Regions from separate parts of the Mus musculus genome. Here region 1 is linked to region 2. Evidence: chromatin contacts called from public Hi-C data. All regions are on one chromosome and are shown on one strand. Each heading gives the region's core, a stretch centred on a gene start, on an enhancer-like site or on the middle of the called end of the contact. The rest is flanking DNA. Distances are from core to core; before and after follow the strand shown. Region 1 overlaps St6galnac3 (ST6 (alpha-N-acetyl-neuraminyl-2,3-beta-galactosyl-1,3)-N-acetylgalactosaminide alpha-2,6-sialyltransferase 3). Region 2 overlaps St6galnac3 (ST6 (alpha-N-acetyl-neuraminyl-2,3-beta-galactosyl-1,3)-N-acetylgalactosaminide alpha-2,6-sialyltransferase 3).

Region 1 (3,986 bases), core at 1,063-3,562, 220 kb before region 2:
TGATCTGTCATACAGTTTAATGTTGAAGTTTCTATGTCAGATTTTTTCTATATAATTTATTGATGAGAGTTAGATATTGAAGTCTTCTACTATTATTGCATATAAACTTAATTTTCATATTTTATTTAATAGTATCATTTTATTAAATTAGATACTTCAGCCTTTTATGCATGTCTTCTTAAATCACTGTGTCTTGTTATATAGATTTGGAACTTTGGACTGTTTAGGTATACAATCCCAGTTTCCAAAAGTTGTCTTTTTCCTTCTCATTTTTCAACATTTGTTATGTTGACAAGAGATTCCTAAGCATTAGTGATCAGGAGACAGTTTTACAGAGAGTCCTTCTGACGTTTGGTCATTCTGTGTGAAGCTGACTTTGTTATATTTGCTATTTTAAGAAACTATTTTAAAAATTATTCTTCTAAAGTCATAGCTGTATGCATTAAATTTTATTTAACGTATTTGATTCTCCTCTCAGAACTTATAAAGGCATTACTTCTTTATTTTTCTAATTATAGTTTTTCATTTTCATACAACCATTCAGGATGCTACAGAAAAATATAACCAACAAGATGTGTAGTCAAATTATGTATGTATGTCATGTACATGTAAATAGATATGCACATACATATAATTTGAGATCACATGTATACACTGAAATCATGTAGGAGTAATGGTTAGTTTTTGATGGGGTAGACCAGCAAGACAGAGGCCTGCTGAACTTTCTGTTTTGAAATCAATGTCTACTGGACTTTCTTCTTGCTAAGAGAACTCAGTCTTTGTTCTCTTGGGCTTCAAATTGACTGGATACAGGCAGTCAACAGTATATAGAGTGTGGTCTAATTTACTCAAAGCCTATCAATTTAATACTAATTTTATCTAAAAACCATATGAACAAAAGCTAAAGAACATCCAGAATAGCATTTGGCCAAAACCCTCGCACTGTGATTTACTCAAACTAACCCCTGAGATGAATTGTCACAGCCCACAGTTCTTACATTGAGTCATGGGATTTGAATGTCCATTGCACATTCTCCTTGGTTTATATAAAGTCACAATTTCATTTGTAAATGAGAAAATAGGCTACACTAGACAATTCTCAAGTCACATGTTCAAAGTGTCAGGGGTGAGTTTTGAACCTGCCTCCAGAGCATCAGTTAAGGCTGGGTGGAAGATAGAGAGGTGGGGAGGAGGTAGGAGAGAGCTTACAAAGGCTAGCACCTTAGTCTGAAGTCTGGATGTTTTTTAACTAAGGGTTCAGCTGCCTGTCACTCTTCCCTGTGGGTCTGTCTTACTTGCTTGTGTTGAACTTCTGAGCCCCGTGGATCTTATATGCAGGAGTGCATTTTGTGGTGCCATTAGGAGCTATGGTGAAGACCATAGCTGGGTCAACTATGCAACTCTCCCTCTGTCCTTTCATAGTCCGGCAGAAATCACAGCTACCACGCCATTCCTGCCCTGCTGCTGATGAACTGACCTCCTGTGTCTCTCCCTATAGTTTTCAAAACCAATGGTGCTATTTTTCGTTATTTAAGTTCTGTTTAAAAAGCAGGGTGATTGTTAACTGTGTTCTTTTCCAGGTTGTACCAACGCATTGGCCCCGAATTCCCTGAATTATTTGTCAGATGGGACAGCATTTTAGAGTGAAAATATCAGTTTTCCTAAATTAGAGAGTTGGTAGGAAATGGCAGTCCGGCTTCTTGATTTTAAACTAGGTTGAGATTGATATCCTTTGGCAGGAATCTACTGAGGATCAAAGTGAAGCAGATTCTTAGGTGATAAGCTCTGAGCCAAAGGGCCCTAATGCTTACTATTGAAGGCCTGGTACCTCAGAGGGGCAAGTCTGTGCATCTTTGATATTCCTGGGAGCCAAACGAACACCAGCTGGCTTGACTGCCTTCAGTACCCCACAACTTTCTTGTTTTCCAGCGATTGGACTGTGGCCAATCTGCTGTCCAAACCAGGGTGAACCTTCCAATTCTCCTTTTCATTAAATAAGGTGCTCTGAGCCTGTTGTTGCTCTCCCCGGTTAGAGTCCAGGGATGGAGTCGCCTGACAGTGGCTGCTGTGCTTGTATAAAGTGCTGTGGCCTTTACAGGCAGGCAGACTTCACAGCATCAGTAATATCCACCATCGGATCTGCCTTAGCATATTCCTGCCACTGGGAAGCATTTATTTCTTTCATTCTTTCTTTATTTTTTTGCTTGTAGCATGGAAGAAAGCATCTTAAATTCTGTAGGCTACATAATTGTGCCCACGAGCCTTCTCTTGCAATGTGTCCTGCCCCCATAACCGTTTTTCTCTGTAAGTGAAGTTAACTATGCAGAAAGCCAATTAGGAGAATTCGCTTAGGATTCTTTCCCTAACTGTCTCTTACAGTGCATTTGGCATTACTGCCAGACAAAGATGTTCAAAATATAGCAAAATGGTCTGTATCGGCCCTTCTACTTTCTACCTTCATGTGTTAGTTGCAAATACCAGTTTTCTATATGTAAAGATGGCACCAGGGATTTGTTTGATTTGCCTCCTTAGCAGTGGTGGGAAATATTTGCACACTTTTTATAATAATTAATGATTATCCACAGATATTTGTTTATTTTTGGTAGGTTTGTATAAACAGTATAACGTTTACTGAATAATTCTGCTGTCTATGGCATCCACCATTTTCAGTAGAGAACAGCCAATAAATGAAGCACAAAGAAACTAAGTAGCTCACTGATGTCACAGAGCTGCCTTCTGTTGCTCATTCCAGATAGACCTCCTCTTCACCAGGCTGGCTTTGTTGTTCTCAGATGATCATAATCTTAGCGGCAGCTTCCTGAGTGCCTCTCTGTGCCAAGTGCTCTGCTAAGTGCCTCAAGTGGAATGAAAGTCATAGCCAGCACTTTCTTGCCAGTGGATCAATCTTATTTACAAATGAGTAAGCACAGGGTCAAAAAATTAAGTAACTTACTCAAGGTTGGGTAACAGCATGAGGGTTCTGGGAAGTGTGACTTTTTTTTTTCCATATTTCAAATCTAGTATCTAGTTGAAAATGAAATCTTGAGAAATTGTCTGGCTGACAGAGGCCATCTTTCAGCTACCAGTGATAGGGGAAGATTAACTCCATCTCCAGCACTGCAGACCATGATGGCTTGCATCCTGTTGGCAGTGTCTAATAGACATCCAAGATCCTAGTGCAAAGAAAATGTAGCTGTTAGATTCCCAATCCTCCATATATGATGGGAAAATGTAGCTGTTAGAGTCCCTGCCCTCCAATTCATGATGGGGCAGAAGCTGACAGGGGAAACTTCCTGCCAACCAGTGATTCTCAAATGGCTGGTAATCCTGAGAGAGAAGCTGGCATTTTGAATGAGACCCTTGTGAACCTGACCGTTGAATGTTCCGACTGAGGTGTGCTGTGTGTGTGTGGGGGGGGGGGGAGGCAGGGGATGAACAGCCATACAGCTTCCTCTCTTGAAGGATTACTTGTTCATGAATTCTGGGAAGAAGACTGAAAATGGAGTGGGTTTTTGCCCCCCTGGTGATGAGCTGTTTCTGCTATGGAATATTGATGAGAAATTCATCAGGCAGACAGATGCCCAGAGAGCCATTTCCAGATGTGTTCCTGTTTATAGTCACTCTGTGGACATGCAATCATCCAATGCCTCCCTCATCAAGGCGCTATGTAGTGAGCACGGGAGCTTTTGCCTTTGTTTCTGTCTCTACAACAACCTGTTTGAGTTCCTTTTAAACCATGACAACTATTTCCTACGTTCTCCGCAGTGTCCCACTTGCATGCTGGACTAGGTGGTCGTTCTTCACCTTTCCTGGTGAATCATTCAATCTGTTCACTGCCTGCAGGTAACAATTCTAACATGACAACATTTGAATCTATTAGAATCTTCATGTTTTCTTCCTGTTATCTTTTCACCTTCAATGGATTAGAGCAGCCCTCCCTCTTAGGAGCTCTACACTTTTTCTTGTGAAGGAATCAGGGTGTATGG
Region 2 (3,863 bases), core at 748-3,247:
GTTCTTAGGACAGTGGGAGGAAAAATTTGGGATCAAAGATGAGGAAAACACTTTAAAGGGAGGGCTGGAATTTTCTCTCCTGTTGGCCTGCCACCTGGCAGGATACTCGGTTCACTCCCTGTGAGCATGAGGGTGGTCCTCATCTACTGTGCCACTGTTTCTTGTAGGCTACCTTGTGCAGCCAGTGTCTTCACATTCTATTTGCAGAACTGAGAGATCGCTAGTGGCTTACTCGAGATCAGAGCCCAGGTACGTGGCAGAGGCCTGATTTGAATCCTGTCCTTCCAGTACACCCACACCTCTCTCCTGAACATTCGGCTGATTGGTATGAAAAGCAACTCGTGGTGTTTTAACACACCATCTCCATCTGTAGAAATTTTGTGAAAGGCTGGTAGCCAAGCCTTCCTCTGTGTCACGTACACACTTTCCGCCTGGCACTCTCTTTGCACACCATCTCTGTCTCAGCGTGAGAGCTGTCTACAGACCCGGGCTTTCTCATTGTAATTTGGAATGTCAACAGGGGCTCCACTGTATTGAACCAGTGTGTGGACTGACACCCACTCTGGCACATGTGCAGCTGTTCTATGCTCGCTAGTAATGCTTACCCCCCAGTGACAGCAGACCGAGGTTCCTCCTTCCAGAGAATAGGCCATGCGCAGTCCAGTCGCCGTGGAAACCTCGACATACAGCACATTCCTCAGCATGCAGATGCATTAATGAGCCTCAGATCTCAGGTTTGCAGCTGCCACTGTCCATGCATCAAAGCAGCGGCATGTGGCGTGTGGGTGGCTCTGCGAGGCACAGCCTTGCCTGAATTAAATGCTTCCTGGAACCCACCGCAAAAGGTTCATTTTCCAAATGGGTTTTGTTAATTTAATTTATTTTTTTTTCTTTTTGTGGCTAGAAACCTAGAGGAAAATTGAGATGAATAAACGGGGTTAAGCCGCCCCAGGGGATGGCTTGTCCGCCGACCACTTTCCAGGCAGGGAACTATAGAACACACGGTAATGACTACTGCTTGTCAAAGGATCTGATGTGTGTTTTGCAGAATAGAACAGCTCGTATTTTCAGCACTTGATAAGCCATTCTCTAGGGAAATGAATGAAGGCTGCACGCTGCTGTCTCTGCCGCCTAAACACACACTTGTTTGAAGTGAAGGCAGCGAAAAACAAGGCAGGAGAAAACCCCCGCTGCTGCCCCCCTGCACATTCTCTCTCCATCACACATTTTCCTGTATTGTTGAAAACAAGTTCAGGAAATGCAAGAGGAAATATTCCTGAAAATGGATTCGGGCTTGGCAGAACGAGCGAGGCCGAACATGGAAAGTCACCTGTTTGGACAAGTACAGAGGATCTGCTAGACAAACAGGGTCAGAGTCCAGTCAACTCAAGAAGCCTGTGTTGGCCCTGCGGATGAATTAGCTCGGACAAATCAAAGGAAGGCCCATAGGCAAATCAAAAAACGGGCACGTTCAAAATAAACGGTTGAGTACAGATGCAGTTTTATTAGTGAGTCAGCATTGGCTGAAGCGGATGCTTGATTGCTTCAGGGGGAAATCCCATGCTCCCCCACATAATTACTCTCCTCTTTGGGGTACAATACAATTAGAACCACTTGGACTGGTGTGTAGGGATCTCCTGGTTCCTTCTGCCCTGCGTATTATTTATAGTTGCAGGTTAGGTTATACCCTGAATATCACATTTCTCACAAGAAACAATACTGAGTAGCCAGAGGCTGCCAGGTTCACTGTTCAACCCTGAGTCGTTTTGATTAGAGCCATATTTTACCACTTAAGCTGCTTTAGATTTTTCAAGCTGTGAAAACCCTGTTCTTGCATTTGGTATTCTTAAAATGGAGGGAAACCATCCCTGCTGCTTGCTTTTCTCTTCAAGAGTCCAGTGTCATGCTGCTAGCTCATCCAGGTCAAGGCAGCCTAAGTCACTGCATGTCTTCTGTCTGGGCGTGGGTGGAAACCTGAACCATTTCCTGTGGTAAAGAGCAGAAGGGCTGGGCCATGCAGAAGTCATCAGTTGAATGCAGAGAGCCAAGTCAGCCACTCATGGACCACGTGTGCTTGGGTTGGCTGATCTAGCACTGCCCATCCTAAATCAATAAGGACTTAAAACTTTTATGAAATACCTCTATAAAAATATCTCTATGAAATATAAATCTTTATGGAATGTTATTTAAAATGCATGTGTCATAGTTCTCCTCTTTCACTTCAGTATTCAGCCCTCAAACAAAAGGCTTTACCTCACCACTGGGTCTTCTTTATCTTCCTTGTGTTATTGATTTTTTTTTTTAATGCTGCACACGAAGTTGTGTGGTTCCATCTCCTGTTGCCTTCGCCCTAATACCACATGATCTCCAACCATAGAAGAAGTGTGTCCCTGTAGTGTCTCCTTTCTCCAGTACTTCAGGGATTTTATCATGAGTGGGTGTTGGGTTTTGTCAAAGGCCATTTGTAATCCACTCAGATGATCCTGTGATTTCTGTCTTTGTGTGATGGACTACTGTCTTTTTTACATATGTAAAACCATCCCTGGATCTCCTTGGTCACGGTGAGTGCCTTTTGAATGTGCAGCTGAGTTACCTTGGCAAGTATTTTACTGAGAAGTTTCACAGTTATGTTCATTGGGGAAGGAGGGAGACAGGATTTTCTTTTTTATTTATTTCTGGGTTGTTTGTTTAATTTTCCACTGCATCTATGTCCAGCTTGGCTATCAGAATAACACTAATGTTGTAGGATAAATTGGTAGAATGTCTTTTCTCTCAGTTTTGAGGAGTATTTTGAGAAACATTGGTATCAGCTGCACTTTGAAGCAGTGACCAGAGTCCATCAAGGAATCAGTCTCTACATGAGCCAATTTAGACAGGCAGCTCATTACCAAGCTCATTACATCATTGCTAACTGTGTTTAAGTTGTTTGTGTTCTTGGCTTAATTTTAGTAGGTCCTGTGAGTTTAGAAGTTATTTCTTCCAGATTTTCAGTTCTTTTGGAATGTGACTTTTCAAAATGCACCCTAATTATCTTTGGAATTCCATTGGTTTCTGCTGTTTTATCTCTAGTTTTATTCATTTGAATCTTTTCCCCCTTCCTTTAGGCTGGCTAATAATTAGTTAATCAGATTTTTCAGATAACCAATCTCTTGTTTCTTTTAGTCTTTTTCATTTTCAGTTCATTAATCTATGTCCTGATTTTTATTATATCTTTCTACCTGTTGACTGAAGGTTTCTCTTTTTTCCCTAGGCTGTAAGGTATACCATTGTTGTTTATATGACAGTTCTCTGATTCTCTAACATGCACAGTTATAATCATGAAATTCCTTCTTAGAACTGCTTTCATAATATCCACAGGATCTGCTGTATTGTATTATCATTTTTTATTTGATTCTAGAAGATTTTAAGTTACCTAATCCTGATTTAAGGACATGATATGTGATAATATGTTATTGGGTCTTTATGTGTTTATTTGAATGTAGTTTCTCTTGTTTTTTTATTTATTCAGTTGTGATCCTGTAGAATAGAAATTATTTCATTTTTCTTATATTTCTTATGCTTGCTTTGTGCCCTAAATGTGATTTATTTTAGAAAAAAACCTATTGATGACCCTTTGAAAATATTCTTCAGGGTTTGAATAGAATGTTCTGTAGATGTTTGTTACATAGACTTAATCTGTAATGTTGTTGAACTCTGGTGTTCCTTGTCGGTTTGTTTTTCATCCGGGTGACCTATCTCATGGCCTGAGTTGTGTACTTCGAGCCCCCGCTATTGTTGTGTTAAGGTTCATCTGTTTCCCTTTCCACTTGAAGTACCACTCTCATGAAACTGAGTGTGTATGTGATGGTTAGCTTTAACTGCCA

What was found. A called contact is a pair of places that touch in the nucleus more often than the background predicts.
Region 1: a Hi-C map of the N1E-115 cell line shows a contact between it and region 2, with 2.4 times the contacts expected there. The contact joins two enhancer-like sites. A contact is called at or near these places in 6 of 484 Hi-C or Micro-C datasets (the N1E-115 cell line, cerebral cortex, embryonic stem cells and 2 more), 3 of 115 datasets of contacts at active chromatin or transcription factors (SST interneurons, T-cell acute lymphoblastic leukemia and bone marrow-derived macrophages) and 1 of 9 other capture datasets (embryonic stem cells).

Annotation. Positions count from the first base shown.
Region 1 is chr3:153,492,042-153,496,027 of GRCm38.p6, reverse strand. The region is part of intron 2 of St6galnac3 (ST6 (alpha-N-acetyl-neuraminyl-2,3-beta-galactosyl-1,3)-N-acetylgalactosaminide alpha-2,6-sialyltransferase 3); the gene reads left to right. Among named protein-coding and RNA genes, the nearest start is that of Gm46831, 15 kb to the left of the region's middle. Within about 2 kb of position 2,312, at least 15 of the 459 cell types and tissues checked have an H3K27ac peak or open chromatin away from gene starts, as enhancers often do. A contact at or near this core is called in the N1E-115 cell line, where this site is marked.
Region 2 is chr3:153,274,410-153,278,272 of GRCm38.p6, reverse strand. The region is part of intron 3 of St6galnac3 (ST6 (alpha-N-acetyl-neuraminyl-2,3-beta-galactosyl-1,3)-N-acetylgalactosaminide alpha-2,6-sialyltransferase 3); the gene reads left to right. Among named protein-coding and RNA genes, the nearest start is that of Gm52634, 20 kb to the right of the region's middle. Within about 2 kb of position 1,997, at least 72 of the 459 cell types and tissues checked have an H3K27ac peak or open chromatin away from gene starts, as enhancers often do. A contact at or near this core is called in the N1E-115 cell line, where this site is marked.